Linked DNA regions of Mus musculus: region 2 is linked to region 1. The links are chromatin contacts, called in public HiCAR-type maps. All regions are on one chromosome and are shown on one strand. The core of a region is the stretch at or near the end of the contact, and the rest is flanking DNA. Distances in the headings are between cores, read along the strand shown.

What was found. HiCAR-type assays count read pairs that join an accessible place to other places.
Region 2: a contact with region 1 is called in a HiCAR-type map of Th17 cells, with 3 times the contacts expected there. The contact joins two enhancer-like sites. A contact is called at or near these places in 1 of 39 promoter capture datasets (hippocampal neurons), 3 of 484 Hi-C or Micro-C datasets (the N1E-115 cell line, Th1 cells and Th2 cells), 1 of 115 datasets of contacts at active chromatin or transcription factors (Th17 cells) and 1 of 9 other capture datasets (embryonic stem cells).

What each region holds. Positions count from the first base shown.
Region 1 is chr15:62,453,470-62,460,615 of GRCm38.p6, reverse strand. No RefSeq gene overlaps it. Among named protein-coding and RNA genes, the nearest start is that of Gm41333, 210 kb to the left of the region's middle. Within about 2 kb of position 3,320, at least 34 of the 459 cell types and tissues checked have an H3K27ac peak or open chromatin away from gene starts, as enhancers often do. A contact at or near this core is called in Th1 cells and Th17 cells, where this site is marked.
Region 2 is chr15:62,781,900-62,789,045 of GRCm38.p6, reverse strand. No RefSeq gene overlaps it. Among named protein-coding and RNA genes, the nearest start is that of Gm22521, 7.7 kb to the left of the region's middle. Within about 2 kb of position 2,490, at least 6 of the 459 cell types and tissues checked have an H3K27ac peak or open chromatin away from gene starts, as enhancers often do. A contact at or near this core is called in Th1 cells and Th17 cells, where this site is marked.

The DNA.
Region 1 (7,146 bases), core at 2,071-4,570:
AGGGAGAAGCCAGCAAACTTATGGAAATCTAATCAGCCATGTGAAGTATGATAATGCTGGCATTTGGTACCTGGCACAAAACAGCAGGTTGCTGCTTTACGTACAAAGGTGTGACTGGCAAAGGAGTTACCAAGTCTCACTGCTTCCTTTTCTTACTGCTTCCTGCTGAGGCTTAGAAGGAGGGGTCCTCTCCAGCTGTCAAGGTACAGTGGGCTGGCCATGCTAGAGGTATCCTTGTCCAAAGGTCGTCTCTATCCCTACAAGAAACAACACAAGTTTCCTCAGCGGGGAGGTGACTTAGTAATGGATACCAGAACACAGTGGGAAGGGGAGAGACAGTCGATGTCATTTCTGTCATAACCCAACATGTAAGTTGACTGACTACAGTCAACTTTTAGCAGATGCTAAAGCAGGTTTTAAAATGACTGGTCTTCCTGGCTGCTTGCGCTGGTTGTCACACAAAGGGAAAAAAATACTGGGGGGAGGGGGGAAACAAAGATTAACTTTAGAGTAATTTTTCTTTTGTACTATCTCTTTTTAAACGCTGTAGGGTTTTGTTTTTGTCTTCTCTTCTTCTGCAGAAAAATGAGAATATTATAAAAGCACCTCTTAGGACCAGGGAAATGCCTCAGTGCTTGTTGTATGAGTACATGAATTTGAACCCCCAGAACCCATGGGAGAGTTGAGCACAAAAGCCTGTCTGTCATCCCAGTACTCATATGCCAAACTCAGAGGCAAGGACAGGATGACCACCAGAAACCTGTGAGCCAGCCCCACTTGGCTGTCATATATAGCCGTGAACACAGTGTGATCCATCTCAAACAAGGTACAAAGTGAGGACAAATCCTGAAGTTATTTGACCTTCTCATGTGTGCCATAGAATGAATACACACACACACAAACACACACATATACAGCAAGTCAGCTAATCTAGCCTGAAACAGCTTGTTGTGGGTTCATTGATCGATGTCCTATATCTGAGTTTGCTAATAGAAAGAACACCCTCTATACTGGCTGGTTTTGTGTCAACTTGACACAAGCTCGAGTTATCACAGAGAAAGGAGCTTCAGGCGAGAAATACCTCCATGAGATCCAGCTGTAAGGCATTTTCTCAATTAGTGATCAAGTGGGGAGGGCCCCTTGTGGGTGGTGCCATCCCCGGGCTGGTAGTCCTGGGCTCTATAAGAAAACAAGCTGAGCAAGCCAGGAGAAGCAAGCCAGTAAGTAACATCCCTCCATGGCCTCTGCATCAGCTCCTGCTTCCTGACCTGCTTGTGTTCCAGTCCTGACTTCCCTGGTAATGAACAGCAATGTGGAAGTGTAAGCTGAATAAACCCTTTCCTCCCCAACTTGCTTCTTGGTCATGATGTTTGTGCAGGAATAGAAACCCGACTAAGACACCCTCCTTGACATTACCTGACCACAAAGTTTATGTTTCCAGGCTATGATGTCTTTCAGCCATCACCACCAGCTACTTTATTGTCTGGCTTTCCATGGGCTTTACTCTTCTATTTTCATTCATTACAGTCTCCTTCTCCCTCCAGAATTTGTATCTTTTCCTGGTCCCAAAGTGTTAGAGAATTTCAAAGCCTTGGCCTCGTGTGGTCATACTAGAATCTACTACCTTTCCTGTGTCACAGAGTAGAACCAATTTGGTATGAGGAACAGAGGTTATAGTGATGCCAAGAATGGGGGACATTACATATAGAATGACATGGATATATGAGGATTTATGGCTAGAAATAAAGAGTGTCAGTTCTTACATTTATAGTCACATTTTATTATAACATCACCTCTCCTGCCACAGAGATAATAACTAAACAAGAGGTGGAGGTAAAATTTAGAGTACCAGTTACAGAGCAGACCAACAAAGCAAAGCTGGTAGCACTGGACATGGAAGACACATAAGTCCCTAAAGGTACACTATCAGAAATGCAATAAGTTATTTCAACACATTTATTCATTTCACACACACACACACACACGCACGCACGCACACACACACACATACACACATACACACAACTACTACAGTGTTTTTGGGAATTCTGCCAAATCATGAAGGGAAAATGTGGGCTAATCACCCCAGCCTTCACATGGATGTTGGACTAAAAAGAAAGAAAGGGTGGTTGAGCATTTCAAAGAACCAATCCATGCCCTATGTTTGAGGTGTGGTAGGGAGGAAGCTTAACTCAGCAGAGGGCACAAGGGAGGCAACTGGCTCTCCAAGTGTGCTTCTGACAAGTGATGGGGCACCACCAGGCCCTTGCTAGGAAGGCACATGCTCAGAGCTCACTAAGAATTCTAGAGTAGTAAGTTCTGGAGGGGTGAGGCTGGAAGGGGGTGTGTGGGGGTGGAGTAGAGGTTGTAGTTCAGAAATCTGGGTTCACAAGTCTCTCGGTGGAGGAAGAGGTGCTTGCACAGCTGCAGCTTGGAAACCACCATTGATACTCAAGAAGTGAGTAGTGAATTTCCCCAGCTGGAGCTGGTTTAGAACGGTTTAAGACTAGAGGAAGTGACCTCTGCACCCAATCTTCAAAGGAGAGTTCTACAAAAATGACAAGAGACACAGGCAGGAACATTCCAGGAATTCCAGGTGTTTGTGTACTTGAATCACAACACAATGCCTCCAAACCTCCCATTTTCTCACTGGATGTAGAATTAAATCCAAGGAAATTATGTAGGGACATAGGTATCAGGGGTATTAACTGCTTCTCCATTTTCTTCCCCACCTCCCTGTCTTTTGACAGTACTGGGAGCTGAACCCAGTACTGAGAAGGGAACTAGGAGCTAACCTGTATGCTGGGCAAGCACTGCCACTGAGCTACAGTCTTGCTTATTTGCTCTTTTTTTTTCTTTTCAAGCAATTTTAATGCCCTTCAGCTAACTCCTTGAATGAACCAGAGGTTCATATGCCTAAGGATTATCCCTTGGTTTAGAAAGAGGGAGGTATGGGAAAATGATTAATGGAGCATGGTGCTCTCAATAGAACGAGGCGGGTGCGACACCATGCCACACTTTGAGTAACAAAATGCCACCAAATATGTACACATTGAATCCCATAGACAGACACAATAAATGTGCAACAGCAGGTTGATTCTCAGGGGCAGAATTCAGGGGTTGAGGATAGGACTGGGATAGAGACCTTTTACTCATAGTAGTTTACTTTTGTACAATGTGCATTGCATTCATAATGCAAAGAAACAGACACAGGATCCTCACAGCACATGAAAAGATAGCAAGCCTCCCTCCTCACAGGTTCAACCTCCTGGAGGTACTATCAGGATGGGGGAGGAGACAGGGGGAGGAGACAGGGGGAGGTGCATGCCTCTGTCATTACCATTTTTGGTACTTTTTTTTTCTAACAGGATGTGTTGTGTGGGTCAAAGCCCAGAGCCAGAAGTGAGAAAAGCTGCTCTTTAGAGTACAGCCCCGAGTTCCTGGAATTTAGAAATTGGTCACTGAAGAGCAATAGCAAGAGGAAGGTCAAGTTTAGGTACAAATGGAGGTGGGCCCTTAGGAAGCACTGTGGTGGTAAGGGGACTCACTGTGACCCCATTCATTAAAAGAACAATTGGTGGTTTCAGACACCTGAGCAAGAGGAGAAGGAAAGCTAGACAGAAGAAATACTGGCCCACATCTCCGTCCAAAAAAGGTAAAAATATATAGTTACAAAGAAAGCAGCTTCTATGAAAAGTCCTCTCTCAGCAGCTTTGAGCAACCTCAGTAAAGACTTTCTCCCCATTTCTTTTCTGCTTCAACTTCCCCAAGGCCTGGGACAAAAAGAACCCTATACTTACTAGGTTTTAATTAGATGCCAGTGTCTGTTTATTAACCCCTTTTATGGCTCTCAGTTCTTTACAAAATCCTGGTTGGGAAAAGAGACTGTTCAAAAAGGTGGTAACTAAGGCCCCAAAGAACAGAGCAACTTGGTGTGAAGTTGTGATGGTAATGTCAGGATTTGAATCTTCTTCCCCCCAGACTCCCAAATCTCTTCTGTACTGAATTTGCACTATGCTCAGCAATGAGAAAGACAGAGCTCTGTCTTGGATCCAGCATTTGTGCGAGCCACAGCTCTGAGCCCAAACCTCTGAATCTGAAATCCACAATTGAAGGCAGGAGAATTGTGTGTGTGTGTGTGTGTGTGTGTGTGTGTGTGTGTGTGTGTGTGTGTGATTTCTAAGAAGACAAAAAGAAAAAAAAAAGTCACCAAGGAAGTCCTGTTGAAGACACAGTAAGGAATACCAGGATGTATCTGCTTGGATAACCACAGTTTGTATTTGCTTCTGTAAAAATACTGGTTTATCAACTCCTTGTACTTGATGGCAATCTCCAGCCCATCCATCACAGAAGCTTTCTGTTTGAACATTGCCCAATAGCCAGGCCCACACAGCTCCCTGCTCCCAGCATACTGTGAAAATAAAAGCTTATTTGAAAGGGATATGACCTTCTCTGGGATTTCACAAAAAGCTTACTAATGGCTTTAAGGTGAAAGGCACCTTAACTCAAATAAGAAATAGCGTCTGTGGGATTGCTTTGTTGAATCATTCAGTGTGCTTACAATATAGAGATGACTTACAGCCAGCAAAGGGGACCAACATATGTGAGTGTAATACTGATAGTCCCATGCCTCAGCATGTATTGTGGCCAGAGAGAGGACAATGCTTGAGTCTTCTTTGGACTGGCTATGAAACTGGGGTCAGAGAATGAGAGAATGGTAGGAAACCTTTACAGTAGAAGCACCTAGTATAATGTAGAGGATGCATCCTTGGCTCAAAGAGGAAAGGAGGAACATTTTCAGAGCCCTCAATATTCTCTATGCTGATAGAGTTGAAATTGGTTTCAGCCCCTGCCTATGGATTTGGAGTAAGATTTTAGATCTCTCGTTACCAACTTGCTTTATAATTTGTAGGTGTCTCATATTCCTCAAAGGATTTGAAGTTGTTTGGGGTGCAGTCATCAATTCCACTGCAAAAGTAGCTTCTTTGCCCTTTACAGTCAGTCAGTCAGTCAGCAGGAACATACATCGTGGACTTCCACATCATTTCTGGCAACAGCACAGACTGTGGGCATCCACTACCAACATGAATCTCAGCATGGTCCCCAGTGGCAGTATGTATCAAGGAAATCAGCATGGCCCTGTGTTAGAGCCTGGGCTATGGGCACCCTTCATAGCGGTCAATAGCAGCCCAGCTCATGGACATCAACAGGGATTCTGGTGGCAGCACAGACCAAGAGTATCTGCCTGGCCTTCATTGGTAATGGTGAAGAAAGATTCTAAAGTTAGCTGATGGCTTCCTCCATCATTTCTCATGTTTATCTCAAGATTTATGTTCAAGGTCTCAAGAAATGAAATAAAAATGAAAAGGTACAGGGAAATGAGAGTATCCAGACTTGATGGGATATATTACTGGGATACTGAGAGAGCTGACAAATGAAGTTGTCACCTAGCCTGTTACTTATAACTGGACATTTTTACAAGCTTCTTCTTTTATTAACGAATCCTACTTTCAATACCAAATCTTCCTTCATTCTTTCTCTAATCTTACAAGATAGGAAAAGCCTTTATTTATGTTTTTCAATACCACATGCCTACTTAATTTTAGTCTTCAACATTCTGAAATGATGCTATTTTCTTTTAAATATCTCTTAACTAAGACTTCATGGCTCATGAAGATGGGTTTCATGTATCTTCTCGAACCTATAGACTATTAGAGAACAAAGCATGAGTGCCCCTAAGGTCCAAATCAGAGAACATGAAGAAGAAAATATTAACTATGGAGAATGAACACGTGAATGAGAGTGAGAGGGTGAATGACAACTACAGCAGTTGGGTTATTGGTACCCAGCAGTCAGGAAGGGCAGGTCTCCATGGCATAGGACGTGCAGCATCAGAATCCTATCATTTGGATGAGTACAATGGAAGACAAAGGTAGTCAGTCCCAAGAAAAACAAATACTTAAGCACTTACTAAAACCTCTCTTAGTACATATTTCCTGTGAGATACCTATGGGTATCTGTCATGGTTTGTATATGCTTGGCCCAGGGAGTGGCACTATTAGGAGGTGTGGCCTTGTTGGAGTAGGTGTGCCATTGTGACCTTCAGCTTTAAGACCTTTGTCCTAGCTGCCAGAAAGCCAGTCTTCTAACTGTATTTGGAACAAGAGGTAGAACTCTCAGCTCCTCCAGCACCATGCCTGCCTGGATCCTGCCATGTTCTCACCTTGATGATAGTGGACTGAACCTCTGAACCTGTAAGCCAAACCCAATTAAATGTTGTCCTTTATAAGCGTTGCCTTGGTTATGGTGTCTGTTCACAGCATTAAAACCCTAAGACAGCATATGTGTGTGTGTGTGTGTGTGTGTGTGTGTGTGTGTGTGTGTGTGTATGCCACTTATACCTCTAAGAACTAGCTGTGATTTTGACTGATGATCTTTCAAAAGATATATATCTCCATTACTTTGCTATTGCTGTGATAACATACCGTGACTAAGGCAACTCATAGAATTGGGGATTATATAGTTTTAGAGATTTAGAGTCCATGCCTCTCACAGCGCAGAACATGGCAGCCCACACCCTGTCGTGACACTGAGCAGTACTAAAGAGCACACATCTTGAGACACATTCATAAAGCAGACAACGAGACACTAGAAATGGTGTGAGTCTTTGAAAATTCAAAGTGACACATTTCCTCCAATAAGGAATAATCATTTCCAAATTATTCCACCAACTGAAGGTGAAGTATTCAAATATATGAGCCTATGGGGCTATTATTACTCAGACCATAACAACATGATAGATTTTTATGAATGGAAAACAGAAAACAATCTGTTATTTGATACTGGAGGTACAGTGGAAGAATTGAGATTGGCCTTACTGAGTCATGGGCACAAGTGAGAAAGTCAAAGAAAGTAATGTTGTAGATGACAATGAGGATAAAGACAAAGGCATGGTGGTAGTAGTGGTGGTAGCTGCAGTTGTTAGCATATTGGGCATCTCAATTTTTCATGACATAGATCCTGTCTTAGTCTCTTTTCTGTGATAAAATATTCTAACAAAAGCAACTTATGAGAGAAAGGGTTTATTTTAGCTCATATGTCCTGGTTAGGGTTATTGTGGGTTAAATTAGCAACAGGAACCGGAAG
Region 2 (7,146 bases), core at 1,241-3,740, 330 kb before region 1:
TTCTGGGATTGCTCACCTCTCCTATTTTATACATTTTCTCTCTGTATTAATGAAAATGCTAGGTGATACATTTAGTAAATCCACACAGTGGTATTATTAACATCTCACATATAAGATGAAATTTCCTCTTTTTCTACTTCAACCTAGATGAAGTAGGCAAGCACTTACCATGTATACTGTGAAATGATGACATTAGATAACACAACCTGTTCTGTGAAGCCCTGGGTCTAGATCCGGCATAAAATTAAGAAGAAGCAAAACTGGTTTGTGTGGTTGTCTATCACATACAAACTCCATCAGTTAATGTTTTGTTGCCAAAGTGAACTTCAGAGTGCACACCTCGGCATGCATTATGACATACTGAACACAACCAGACTTGGTCAATTCTCATTTGGTAAGCTATTAGAGCTGACCATGAATTGAAAACTCAACTAGTCCAAGGATGGCCAGTGGATATATATGTGTATGGACACTTATTTTACTGAGACTCTGGTAGGCATCATTAATCCATTGCGAGAGCCTCTCATCACTAAGAGTCATTACAAATACAGGGCACTTATCCAGGAAGGCACAGCAAGTTAAAATGCTGGCAAAGATAAGATCATCTGTCTTTGATTGACTTCAACCTTAAATCCAAAGAATTCAGTGATATTCTAGACAGGAAGTTATAAGGCATTTAGTCACTTCTACGGTGGAACCTAATCTACATAGCTAATTTATTGTATCCTCACTATTTAATCACTAATAAATATAGTTCACAATATAGCGCATATAGTTCATAAAAGTAATTCATATAAAGCAACCTTAGATGTCAAATATTTCAGTCTTTACAACACTATCAATTACAAGTTGTTAACCCTATTTTGTAAATAGGAAAAAAGAGACTGGAAGGCAGAGCTGAAGAGCAGGTGCCTCATAGTTTAGTCTGCTAGGTGTTTTTAAAAATAAGATCGAGATGACATTTAAAAGTCAGGAAATTCTGTGTGAAAATATGGTTTCAACACATTTTATCTGACAGTAATAGGAAGCCTGTTTTTCCATGTGGGGACAATTTGTTGATGCTTCATAGAGACTACACCACTTACATGACTGTATTCAGTGTGTCACAAAGAACAAAGAGTGAGGCTCGTGTGCAATTTATTAGAACTTGTTTCATTTTTACCTGCTATACTCTTTTTTTTTTTTACTTGGAACTTTATGTGAACATAGTATTAACTACCCCAGTGTCCTCTAAACCAAACTTCTCTCTGACTTTCTTCTATGGCTTTTGCTCTTCTCTCTGATGTGAAGGCTTTCTGATTCTAGTCCCATACTGCTGAAACAATGAATTTGCTGGAGGTTGAGGGGAGGGGAGGACTCAGGGGATGTGAGAGAGCTGTAAGCACGAGTTACTAAAAGCAGGGCAAGTTCTAGTTTTGGACATTCTCTTAAGGGGATGTTATCCATTTTCATGTTCTTTTTCTATCCATACCACATGACTAACCAGGCTGACTTATCATCTTAGAGTTCAGAGACTGTGCTTTCCATGTGTAAACTCTACCAGATACAAAGTTTTACTGCTTTTATCATATATTATACATATATATATATATATATATATATATATATATATATATATATATATATATAAAACATATGGACTGTTAATAAAGAATTATAGAATTGACCCCAAGATACTTTATCAGAAGAGTTGAAGTATTCTGTGTCTTGCAATTGACTAAATTTCAGTAAGGGCCATTTTATCATATCTATCCTTTGGAAAGATTTTAGGAGAAGCTCCATTAAGTCCTTTAATTTCAAAGCTTATCCTCTGATGCTATCCAGCACCTCTAGCAAAACTGAAGAATTTTCAAAGGAACCTATTTGATGCACATTTGGTTCTCCATGAGATTAGTAAGTTTTGGTATTTCTGCTTTGAAATTAACCCTGCCCCTTGGTGTTGCTACTTGAGGTGTTTGAATGAGATAGTTGCTACCTCTCTCTGGCTTGCTTTCTTCTACTCTTAAAGCACTGACCTGCTCATATGTAGAACGGGAAACACAGTAGGTAGTCATTGGACACTATTAATGCTTGATTACACCATTAATTTTTGTCAAGACATAACAATGTTTGTTTTAAGATTTCTCATTTATAAAAATATGTCTTAATCAGCATTGAATATTAAAGTGCTAGAACATTAAGAAGATAAAGATCTTTTATTTTCTCTGCAAAATCTGTCATTATACCTAACTTTCTCAATAGGAAAGTCTTTCATTAGTAAAAGAAAGACAATTATATATTTAAAGCTTTGTTGCAGAGGTTGAGCACAATCTTATAAAGTTGCATTGCAGTACAACCATAAGATCTTTGTATGTAGAAGGTTCATCTGTTTAATGTCTGCACTAAAGTTCATATAAAGGAAAAACAGCTAACTCCCTCACCCACTGACCCCATTCATATACTAGGTAGAAAGTCACTGGGTGGCTTTGGAGAATTTCCCAGATGGCTGGGGCAGAATTGGGAAACCCCCTGCTGAGTGTCTGAGTACAGGGCCTCAATTCAGCAAAGCTTCACAGAACTTTTGAATACGATACACTACTTCCATTATTCTCTCTGTGCCCATCTTAAGTTGCCCTCTCCCACCCTCATCATACCAACCATGTCAGAACCTCTGCCAGTTCCCACTTGTCTCTTGGAAGGGGAAGAAGGAAGACTATTTTATCTAATGATAACAAACTTCAAATTCAACTTCATAACCAGACTGAGCAAGGCTGATTCCCAAGAGCTTTTTTTTCTGGCTCAGGATGGGCAAAGATCAATGTTGAAAGACCACTGGTCTGTCACAGTCATTGGTTCATCAGCCTTGGTGTGCACTTAATACAAGAAATTTCATATGAGACTTTGTGTAGGCATAGTGAGGGGAAAGTTGCAGGTTTTGGATATATACGTTCACTGCCTTTTACTACTAAGTTATCTCATGAATGGTAAAGAACGTTCAAATCAAATCAAAGACCCCACTAAGTAGCTCCATAAGGCATGCTTATTCTTGTCTCCTGTGGCTTTAAAAAACATAAGACTAGTTGAATAGAAAAAAAAAATTTCTATGTGTGTTTGTTTCTGCTACGGCAAAGTGATCAAGGGGAGAATGTACCTTTCTGGTCCACCATCATGAATGTAATTCACACCAAGAATAGGAGATGATTTACAAAATATTCAGTGGCTTCTCATGGACTTCCTCTACATAGTATAGGTTTTTTGTTGTTGTTGTTGTTTTGTTTTTATTTCTTACTAATAAAAGTCATGAAAACTGAATGGAAAGGGTAGAAAGTTTTGTTAAGTCTTCAATCTTCTCATATTCTTCAGGACTGGGAAGAGAAGATATTACAATGGATGAAGTATCTGATATTCTTTACTGTCATACATTCTCCTTTTAACAACTTTATTGAGATAGGATTTACATGCTGTTCAAACTTGCGAATCAAAGTGAACACCCATGGGAGGGTATTTACACAGCCACACAACCATCATTGTGATGCTATTTTCATAGCATCATTCTACCATCTTTTTTTGTGCTACCTAGCATGTATTTCCTTCTTACAGAGACCAAATCTCACTTATAACACACATTTTTTAAGGTTATTGCTCAGTCACCTTCTTGTACTTGTACATAAACATAACAAAAACATGCATCAGTTTGGTGCTAACTTTTTGTCCGAAACTGAACAGGGTACTGAGTATATAGAAACTTTATATACATGATATGATTAAACTCATAAGCCTTTCTTCTACTACCTAACAAAGAGAATAAAAATAATATCAAAAAGATATTTAGAGGGCTGCAACATAACACACACATAAGAAGTCCTGCAAATCTTAAGTATTCATTAAGAAATATTTTCTATTAAGAGAAATATGTAGGATAGACACACAAATCAAAAGTTTAGTGTCTAGAGTTTTCTCAATCCTTCTTCCTTCTCCTGTGAACAAATACAATTTAGATATCCCAGAATTCTCTGTGACCCTATGACAATTCCAGGCAATGAGACCTGCACATGAGTAATGTAGAGCACCCCCTAGCCCAGCCCTTGGCAACTCCTCAAGGTTCTCAACACATACTCTCTGTTCTCCCAGTGTTCAGTTGGCAGACAGAGAAAACCCTTCAAGAGATAGTCATGTGGTGACAGACTGGCACACTTATGGCTTTGAGGAAAATCTAAGAAACCAATTGCATCTACAATAAGCTCTGATATGAGAAAGTGATTGTTGGTCTTGTTCACTAGATCATTGAGATTTCAGGACTGTATGCTATTCATCAAACATCAGAGGGAATTTGATAATTCAGTGTTGGGTGTTTCTGTAACAAAAAGGTAAAAGAAAGCATTAATTGGCAAGGAAATGTAACGAACAAAACTAATACAAGAAGGAGGGTTAGGTCATTTAATTATGCAAAAAGTTTGGTTTCAATCCAACTTGTGGGTGCTTACAGTAGAATTTGCATGCCTGGCAAACCATGATCTTATTTAAAAACTGTAGCAAGAGAACCCTATTACTGCACATTGACTGCACATGGCTGCCTTTGGATTATGTTAACACTCAAGGATAAAAACAGATATTTTGTATGTGAAAATGGAAGAGAAATAAGACCAGAAATGTGTTTTTTTTTAATATTTTTTAAGTTGGAAAATTTAATAATGCCAGGCCTTTTCAAGTCAATAAATGGAATAGGATGGAGAAAATTCTTTTTTTTTTCCATTTTTTATTAGGTATTTAACTCATTTACATTTCCAATGCTATACCAAAAGTCCCCCATATCCACCCACCCCCACTCCCCTGCCCACCCACTCCCCCTTTTTGGCCCTGGTATTCCCCTGTACTGGGGCATATAAAGTTTGCAAGTCCAATGGGCCTCTCTTTCCAGTGATGGCCGACTAGGCCATCTTTTGATATATATGCAGCTAGAGTCAAGAGCTCCGGGGTACTGGTTAGCTCATAATGTTGTTCCACCTATAGGGTTGCAGATCCCTTTAGCTCCTTGGCTACTTTCTCTAGCTCCTCCATTGGGAGCCCTATGATCCATCCATTAGCTGACTGTGAGCATCCACTTCTGTGTTTGCTGGGCCCCGGCATAGTCTCACAAGAGACAGCTACATCTGCGTCCTTTCAATAAAATCTTGCTAGTGTATGCAATGGTGTCAGCGTTTGGATGCTGATTATGGGGTGGATCCCTGGCTATGGCAGTCTCTACATGGTCCAGGATGGAGAAAATTCTTAACTGAGACAATGATAAATACGTTTCAATCAATCTATTTAATCCTGAGGACTTCATTAGCAAAGACTGAAAGTGAAAAGTAGGAAACATAAAATTGATTAATTTTAAAAAGTGTATATGAGAACCAAGTCTATGAAACAGATTGGAGTGTTTTCATACATGGAATTGACATGTAACATCAATTAGAAAGTACAAAACTGTTGGAAATATTATACTGGCATAAATTCACTAAAATTTTAAATTCATTTAAAAGCAGAAGTCCTTTAGGCTTAATTCATCTTTAGGATTTTAGTATTAAAAACAACAACAACAACAACAGGACACAAATTGTAAATCCCTTAAGGATGATATACACTGGTACTGATTAAAATGTCCTCTAAAATCGCTATTGTTAAAAGAACAAAGGCACCCAAAGATAGAACCACAGGTCATTAAGTGCACACACACACACACACACACACACACACACACACACACACACACACACAGGGTGTTTTTCTACCAGTGAAAACAGATTTGGGGCCTGCAAAGAAACTTTCTCAAGTATCCACATTAGTGCGACCCATTCAAACTTAATCTTGTGGAATGTCAGGACAACGATGACCAGTATGATGACCAGTATCTGAACTCAAGGTCCTCAGATCATGACCTAAGATCTGAAAGCTAAGCAAAAAAGGGTACTTGAAAAATGCCATGGGAAATCATTCCAAGGAAGGAGTGGAGCATCAGAAGTATGCTGAGAAAGCACTTGAGCCATAAAGTATTCACAACCAAGGACTCAGCCAATCGCACTGAAGAGTAGAAGCTGGAAAATTTCTTCCCGAACGTCCCAGTTGATGCAACAAGCTATGTCTTTACACCCTACATCAATTACTGGATGCAAGCTGCTACAGAATAGGTACTGTTCTTAAATGGCATTTGTTGAAGGAACATGAGCTGAGAACTAAGAAATGAGAGCATGAGCAGTTAGGGCCCTTGAGGGGGGTCTGGGATGGAAACCCAAGTGTCTATTGTAACTAGTGGTTTATATTTATTGTATGTTTCCCCTTCATAAGTGAGATGATATGTTTCCATAAACCATGCAAGGTCTGCTATTGTATAATAGCTGTTGGGAGGCAGGAAGGACGATGGGGGAAGGAAACTTATCTTCATGGATCATCTTCATGAAGGCAGACATCTGGATGAATGGAGAAGCCTGCACAGCATCTGGAGATACAGTTTCTTTGAACAGGACATTAAACTGTGCCTGGTAGGGAGAAGACCAGCATATTGTATTTATTTATTTATTTATTTATTTATCATTTTATTTGTTTACATTTCAAATGTTGGCTCCCTTCTCAGTCTCCCTTCCATGAACTCCCCACCCCACTCCCCTCCTATTTGCCTGTAAGAGGGTGCTTCCCCTCCCACCCACACACTCCCATATTTTATGTTAAACAGGAGGAATGAAGTTGACTGTTGGAGACTGAAAAGGATCAATGCAAGAGTTTGCTCCATTTTTAGTTTCCATTTACCCTTTATCAGGGACAAGAGAGCGGTATTTCCAGATTCATTTTCACTAAGAAGCAGCATGGGAGAGTCATTTTATAGCTATGTACTTGAACCAAAATACATAAGGAGCTGGAATACCTACACTATTCTTTGAAAGAAAGTGCCCAACCCATGGCAGATGATGATGGTGATGACAATGACAATGATGATGACAATGATCGTGACAATGACAAGAACACTTTTTTGTGTGAAATTACTGAGAACAAGAATTGTATTTCACCAATAACAAGAAGTAATTAGCCCGAATCATGTCTAAAATATTGTGGTACATACATTTCTAAGGCTAGGAGAGTAGACTAAATTATCCAGAAAAAAAAAAATACCTGAAGAGAAAACATTTCCAACTT